3 separate regions of the Gossypium hirsutum genome follow, and regions 1 and 2 are each linked to region 3. The links are chromatin contacts, called in public Hi-C maps. All regions are on one chromosome and are shown on one strand. Each heading gives the region's core, a stretch centred on a gene start, on an enhancer-like site or on the middle of the called end of the contact. The rest is flanking DNA. Distances are from core to core; before and after follow the strand shown. Region 1 holds the start of LOC107900955 (protein LEAD-SENSITIVE 1). Region 2 has its middle 10 kb from the start of LOC121220570. Region 3 holds the start of LOC107900952 (probable alkaline/neutral invertase F).

Region 1 (2,759 bases), core at 141-2,640, 220 kb after region 3:
CAAGCTAAGAACTGTAGACTTTTGAAAATAAAGCTAGTGAATGAACTTCATCATAGTAACAAGACAGTATTTGATTGCTCAACGACATAACCAAGTAACTGTGTGGCCTTTGTAACAATTACTTTCTATAGAACACTTTACATAGCTAATTTGACAAAGGCCAATCTTGATTCAAAAGAAAATGCAAAAAGCATCAACGGCCAATGATAACATTCCTGTAGCTTAAGACAGAGACCACCATATTATCTATCTTCCACTCCATTCCCCAGGTTCAGAAAGGGTTTAAAGTTTTCTATTAGCTCTCTTCATCTTAAAATATTACCCCTCAGAACCATTACTTGTCGCAAACGAAGAAAAGAAAAACTTAAAACCTCTGACAGAAAATAAAGGATGTCGTCATGTCAATCCTAGACATTCTACGGCACAATGACAAGGAAAGGTATCTTAGTTTATAAGACCATTTTCAGTTTCAGAGATTTTGGAGTAAAATTTCACCTCTTCATGAAAAAAGGGGTAACTTTTACCTGTGTGTTACCAAGACCCAGAATATTATTGGTACAAAATAGCCAAAAAGATCAAAAGAATAAGAATTGCAAGATTGAGACATGGAAAATTTTCGAACATTTAGTAAAATCTACAAGAAAAAAGGAAGTAAACTGAAGCAAGCAAAACGGAACCACGAATTTAAAAAAAAATTGAAACTCAGAAACCTAGATGAATACCCAGATCACAAGGCAAAAAGTTTCCAAGTCCTTTTTTTTACAGAAAAGAAGAAACCCATAAATTTCCGATGTCCAAAACTCAAGAAAAAGAAGGAGAGAAAAGATACCATGATGAGAGTAAGCGAAAACAGCTCTGTAAGTGTAAATATGATCTCCTGGTTTGATCTCATTCCTCTCAACTCTATTTGTAAGAAGACCCATTTTTGACCTTTCTTCTTTGCATCTGATAATGTAACACTGCTCACGGAGCAACTTACTTATGGTTGACCCCCCATTTTTAAGCCTCTGGGTTCTTAGCAGCTTGGATTAATGTTATTGGTTCAACGAATCGTCGGCTCTAACAACCCTGGCTAAATTGACTTACACATTAAATACTTTTAAGGTCACTATCTCATTTGCTCTTGTGATTTTAATTTCGGATATGAATGTGAAATTGACCATCTTTGATGTACAAGTTTCCTTGGTTGTTTTTCCTAATTTCTTTGGGAAGTTTGGAATTTAAATCCACCATCACGAGGCAAAGGAAGTTGATCAAGCTAAGGATCCTAAGCGTTGTTGGCCAAAGACAATGAGAAGACAAATAAGAAGAAAAAAAAAAGTTGGAATTTTCCAAGGGAAAAGGCACGGAAACTACATATTGAAGGCCACTTTTATATTCCTTGCTACATTTCCAAGTCTACTTCCTTTTTCCCTGCACTTTATATTCTTGAACAATTGAAAATTTTAAAAATATGAAAATATGTAACATTTAGAAAATATTAAAAGGTTGTTTTTATTATTTTAACTAAAATTGCTTTATAAATGTGAAATAATAAATAGAAGAATGTTTAACTTTAAATAAATTAAGCTTGGTTCAAAGCGCAAGCTCATATAATTCAAAAATATTTTTTTAATATATTTCTTCTTAAACTTAAGCAAATTGTGGAATCTACCAAAATATCTACAGTTGGAAATAAAACAGATTAAATCAGAACTTTCTCAGCTTAAAATAGAACAACAAGAAATGAAGGAACAAATTAGATCTTTAAAAGACGAAACCTCAGAAAAAAGTTCATCAGAAACTGAACCTGAACCTGAAGAAAATACACAAGAATATATGATGGTTCTAACTGAAGTATCTATTCAAAGATATTTAATAAAAATAAATATTGTCATAAATAATGAATTTCAATTAGAAACAATAGCCCTTTTTGATACAGGAGCAGACCAAAACTGCATTAGAGAAGGAATAATTCCAACAAAATATTATAATAAAACATCAGAATCTCTTAAGGCTGCAAATGGTAAAAAATTAAAAATTACTTACAAAATTCCCAATGCAGAAATATCCAACAAAGGTATAAAATATTAAACATGTTTTTTAAAGGTAAAAGATATTACCCAAGATGTCATATTAGGAACCCCATTCATATCCTTACTCAAACCTTATAAAGTAACAAATAATTCTATCTCCACTAAAGTTTTAAACACTAAGGTAGAATTTCCTTTTGTAGAAAAACCGAAAATAAGAAACCTCAACCTATTAAAATCTTTATCCATTCATAATGGACAAATTAATAATTTAATTAATTACAAACAGAAGCAAATCTCTTTCCTAAAAGAAGAAATATGTTTTAAAAAATTAAATGAACAATTAAGAAAAAGAGAAATACAAAAAAGAATAGATCAAATCAAAAAGGAAATAGAATCAACAATTTGCTCTGACATTCCTAATGCCTTTTGGAATAGAAAGAAACATGAAGTAACATTACCATACGAAAACGATTTTGATGAAAGACAAATACCCACAAAAGCAAGACCAATACAAATGAACAAAGAAATGGAAGAATTTTGTAGAAAAGAAATACAAGACCTTCTTAATAAAAATTAATTAGAAAGAGCAGTTCCCCTTGGAGTTGTTCAGCATTTTATGTAATAAAAAATGCAGAACTTGAAAGAGGAACGCCAAGATTAGTAATTAATTACAAACCTCTCAATCAAGCCTTAAAATGGATTAGATACCCAATACCAAATAAGAAAGATTTGCTACAAAAACTT
Region 2 (2,700 bases), core at 28-2,527, 140 kb after region 3:
CTTCAAATAGACTAAGTTTTTAATTAATTGAGGATGGAAATTTTGTAGCATCCATGTGGAATGGCTTATGGCCAAACGTAAACCTATTTTTATCCACTAGGATAGGCTCTTATATATAAGATTCAACATCCAAAATTTCGAAATGTCAAACGAGAAATATGGAACTGCGTGTTGAACTTATCGAAGAAAGCTAAGTTGAACGAGGGAGAAATCTACGGCCTTGTGGTAAAGGTCAAGGTGCCGATGAACCTATTATTTTTTATAAAATAAATTTACTATAAGTGTTTTTATTTTTTATATATTTTTATAAATCAATAAAAAAATTACATAGAAAAAGTTCAAACCAAACATTATGTTATCCCGAAAGTAAAATTAAACACATTATAAATTTTATCATTTTAACCAAAGCATCGTTTAATTTTGGATTAATATACAATGCATTATTAGTGTATAGATTTCATGTACCATAAGTTAATAATAAGATGACACATTATCCTTAGTGTAAAATAAAAAAATATTGAAAGACTTAAAAAATAAAAATAAAAATATTAACTTTGTTCAAACATAATTAAATATAAATTTTAATTTTTTTTGTTGTTCTTTTGAGTTTCAGGTTTTGAACATTGGATGTTTGATTTCAAGTTTCTGATCTCGAGGTTGATGTATTTGTATTTATTTATGTTTAATAATTATAATTAACTTTATTTTTTAAACAATTCACTATGTGTTTTTTTTCTTTTTTACAGCAATAATGATGTGTCATCTTATTATTAATTAATTGTGCATGAGATCTATAAATCAAAGGTGCATCAAGCATTCTCCCTTTAATTTTTATAAATATAATTATTCCGAATTTTTTCTCAATTACATCGTTAGTGTACTATAATTTAAGGAATAATATTTTATGTATAGTCGGTAGATGAGTCTCATATGCTATCAATTGAATAATAACATAATAAATCATCATTAAATTAAACAAAAAAATGAATGACTTGTAAATAAATATTAATAACTTTATATATAAGCCTTTTCACTATTTTTTGTTTTATGTAACGAAGAAGTATAAAGTTATTATTCACTGATGCAGCATAAACTATAAATAATTTTTAACATAAATCAAAAAATTAAATTTTTTTATAATTTAATATATTAAATAAGTATATTCGATCGAATATGAATTTTGCATGTGCGGATTTGACTGGTGGTAAATGAAGGGGGGTCCGTATGGTCCCAGAACCGCTTGTCTCTTGCGCTACCTTTAATGAATTATATGACCAATATTATATTTTCTGTTGAAATTTTCTCGCGTAACACAACCACCTTTCCTCCCTATCTGCCCTTCTCATCGTGGCAAACCGTAAGGATTATTTGTTTAATCTATCTAATTAGGTGTTCACTTTGGGTTTACTCAACTAATTGGGTCAATTTTGAACTTATTAATTGGATTTTCTCTTCTTTATTTATTTTATAATTTATTCAAGATTTGAATCTTGAGGTATCGTTTTTAAAATTGAAATCTATATAGTTTTTTTATAAAATATAATCTCTTTTGAAATTTGGGATCCGTCATACACGGCGCGTGATCAATTAATACCGTCCACCATGTCGAATACATAACATCAGAATCAAAATGATTGCCTTGAAATGTAAATTGTTCGTCCTTTAGTTGGGTTGTCTGTCGAGTATGATTCTTTCCTTTTCAATATATATATATTGGTTTTTCCCCCTGAGTATCAATTAGCCATGTTCCCAGTTCCACGACAAAAATATGCGTTAAATGGAATGAAAATATAATATATATATATATATATGAGATCTTAAGCCTATTGCTTTATGCAGTTTACGAACACAGTAATTTGCTACTTTTGTGATTGCTTATCGTATTTTATTTTGCTTTAGTTACTTGTTTACAAGAAAGTAAAATCAAAATGAAAATGTCAACCAAACAAGATTTCTATTGATTTAAGTTTTCATCGACTAAATCGAAAGTTCGAAGGTATATAATACAATCAAATCTTCGTCTTATAAAATAACAAATCAAAAAAGCAAAATAATGTTTGTTACTCTTCTGTACACCAACTGGGTAGTGAAAAATAAAAAAACAATATAAAAATTTACATCACGTGAAATGGTAAATAAAGTTGTTCACTTTTAGCCCTCATAGATTAAAATATGCTGTTATTGTATTTTGATAAAAATTAAGATTTAGTCCTCATATTTGAAAAAAAAAAAATTTAATCATTTGAGTTTTTATTTAAAATTTCAGTTCAATAATTAAAATTATAAGTTTTTTTTTTGTCAAAACGTATTAATTTAACATGTTGATTTAAGCTACCTATGAAAATAATTAGATTAAGACTTTTACATTTAAAAATATGAAAATTAAAAAAATTAAAAATTAAAAATTAAATCTTTAAATTCTAGAAAAGTTCATTTATTAAAACTGACACCATATTTTAACAATGTAAGTCTGTTCTTTTAGATCTTTATTTGCAGCTCATAAGTTCATTTATAATTCTAGACAAAATCATTTCCATTTTCTAAACCATTTTTCTCTTAAAAGTAAAAGTCGAATGTTTCACCTTCTCTCAAAACAACAAAACTTCTTGTTGGTCACATCAATCACATGTTGTTAGGCTTCAGTAAAATTGAAAACTACAAATATTAGTTGGCAATTGAGTAGTCATACAATAACCATCT
Region 3 (2,700 bases), core at 132-2,631:
ACAATATACATATGCCATGTCTCCATCGAATAAATTTAATCCCTCTATATTGACAATTGCACCGCTCGGGTATATTTTATGCATTTTCAGATTGCCGGGCCAATGAGCATACCACCCATTAAATCAAAAAGAAAACTTAAACGAACCAACCATGAATAGAAACACCATCTGCCAATGCATTATTAAGGGTACAAATGAATTTCAATAGCCTCACAAGACACCATATATTCCCAAGTCGTAGGGCCAATAATTGTATCCTCCATAAAAGTACAAGACAATTTTTGGGTACGTTCCCTATAACTTACCACCCATTTTTTTTACAACAACTACTACCTACAGGGGTGGCCTACAAATAGTCTCGAGGCATGGTCACTTTCTAACCTATCTCTCGACTAGGAGGGGGACTATTGTTATATCCCCCAATTTGGACCTGGTTGGACCCTCCATTAGGCCCTTACCCCTCCTATAAGTACCCCAAGATACCACTTAGTAAAGGGATTCCTCTCCACTCAAAACCCTAATTCACTAAGCAATAATCCTGACTCTCTCTACCTGTCCAACTTTTGACCTTAAAATGGGTGAACTGACCTCTTTCGATTCTATCCCTCATTTTTATCAATTTCCATTCATACCATGCATTAATAGACACATGAAGAGCTATTTTATAACTTCTATAGAGATGAGGTTCCAGTCAAATCTGTGATGCACAAGTGTGTAGTGCACTTCGTTTCCAGACATAAGCAACATTCAAACTGTAAACAACATCTAAGGTGACTAAGGGTGAGTTTGGATGGGCGATTGGGTGCGGTGCGGTGCGTTTAGCTTACTTTTTCTCTCACGCTACAGTATCGCTACAGTATCTAATCTCACCTCCACCGCTGTTTTTACACTAACCGCAGGTCAACGCACCGCCCATCCAAACCCACCCTAAAGTTCATGGGTTTCAAATTTTATTTTATTCTTTTTTTATAAAATTTTAATTATTTTCTACAATTTTAGGAATTTTTAAATGCAATTTTATAAAATCTTATACTTTCATCGAAAAATAATTTTTTAATAAATTTATTTTTTAAAATTTTTATCTGTTTTAATTTTTTAGAAAATGGAAGAGTTTATGGGTTTGTTTGTGTTCCCTTTGGCGCCCAAAGCCAACGGCCTCCAAGGTCCCACGATAACTCCTCTCGCCACCAAAAACTGAAAGAAGTTCACAAACAATTTTGTTAATCTCTAAAACGCCCGTACATTATGAACTTCCAACTTGTCACCCAGGGCACGAAATGACGAGGGGCAATTTCGTAGATAAACTAAGTATTGAGACCTATTCTAAAACAACTTCCACACTTTAAAATTTTTTTTCCAGCCTCCAAAACGAACCACAATTCGGTACCCAATCGCTCACGCCCTTTAGGCTTCCATCTCTGATCCATTTTTGCATTATTTTCTTTGTCCGTATCTCACTATTCTCTCCAGCAGTTTCAGTTTCTACGAAACGAAGAGGAAGACCTGAGAAAGGTATATTGTGCAATTGTGCTGCTGATATTTGATTCTCTTCTTTAAGAATGTCAACTTTGAGAGCTCCGTGTGATCTTTTAGAAGATGTAAAGGAAGCAGAGGCGGTTCCTGCGCTTTATTTTACTCTTTCAGTCGGAGATAGTGAGAAAGGACTTGGAGATTCATCGGAAAAAGAGGTGAAATCGGCTGACTTTTTTATCGTTCTTAAACACGAAGGAGAGTGCACCGTGACGCCTATCGAAGAACAACCTTCGGAGACTACCACGGAGAAAGGAGCTGACGACGCGAGTGAGAAATCTTTTGATTTTATCATGTTTGAGAAGTCTAAAATTACCGAGAAATCCCTGTGTTCACAAAATGAAGAGGAAGAAGCTCTTGAATCTCCTGAGGAAGCTTCGCAAACTGAAAATGTAAAATGGACGGATAATGGAAAGACTTCTCTAGAATCAAACCAGCGAGAGAGTCCAAAAATATCAACAGAAATATTTCAAGACACAATCGGAAAAGAAGAGTCATCCAAATTGGAGGAAGAAAATGAATCGACTGACAAACTTGATAAGCCGATGAAGACGTTGAGAGTGCAGAGCAACGAGAACATATCCAAATCCAATAATGCAAACGTGGCGCAGATGTCACTGAAGCCGTCTCCTAGCGTAGGTTCGAGTCTCGAGAACTTGGAACTCGACAGTTTATTGCCTGCGGTCAGATCCGTCGATAGTCCTCTAGGGAGTACAGAAAACGGTGCGATGTTGGAAGAAGCGTGGGAGGGACTACAAAAATCTTACGTATATTACAAAGGCAAGCCAGTCGGTACGCTCGCTGCTATGGATCCTATCGCCGAGGCTTTGAATTACAATCAGGTATATTATGTTTAATTCTTTGTCTTCATTTTTGTTTTCTTTTGATTTTTCAAATCCTGATATCTCCCTTGTTTTGTTATATTATCATTTTCTTTTGTTTGGCTATTTTGCAATGAAGCTTCATTTGTCTTAGGTGTTTTCTCAACGGTCTTTCTTTAGCCTTCAAATCCATGCTTGTTAGAATCCATTTTATCTTCAGAATTTTGCTTACTGCTATTCGCTTTCGCTATAGCATTTTGAGGCATTTTCTGTTTTTGTGAATGGTGTTAAGGAGATTCCTGTTTTACATGCATGATAATCATCTATATCTATTTCTTACGCTTATTTT

What was found. A called contact is a pair of places that touch in the nucleus more often than the background predicts.
Region 1: a contact with region 3 is called in a Hi-C map of leaf, with 2.3 times the contacts expected there. The contact joins the promoter of LOC107900955 here to the promoter of LOC107900952 in region 3. A contact is called at or near these places in 5 of 34 Hi-C or Micro-C datasets (anther, fibers, leaf and 1 more).
Region 2: a contact with region 3 is called in a Hi-C map of leaf, with 2.3 times the contacts expected there. The contact joins the enhancer-like site here to the promoter of LOC107900952 in region 3. A contact is called at or near these places in 3 of 34 Hi-C or Micro-C datasets (fibers and leaf).

Annotation. Positions count from the first base shown.
Region 1 is chrD08:48,925,060-48,927,818 of Gossypium_hirsutum_v2.1, reverse strand. It overlaps LOC107900955 (protein LEAD-SENSITIVE 1), which reads right to left and starts at 1,390. Exons shown (of 2, transcript XM_016826756.2): 1 at 830-1,390. The coding sequence starts at 923.
Region 2 is chrD08:49,011,503-49,014,202 of Gossypium_hirsutum_v2.1, reverse strand. No RefSeq gene overlaps it. Among protein-coding and RNA genes, the nearest start is that of LOC121220570, 10 kb to the left of the region's middle. Within about 2 kb of position 1,277, at least 3 of the 9 cell types and tissues checked have an H3K27ac peak or open chromatin away from gene starts, as enhancers often do. A contact at or near this core is called in leaf, where this site is marked.
Region 3 is chrD08:49,147,991-49,150,690 of Gossypium_hirsutum_v2.1, reverse strand. It overlaps LOC107900952 (probable alkaline/neutral invertase F), which reads left to right and starts at 1,381. Exons shown (of 5, transcript XR_005916764.1): 1 at 1,381-2,372.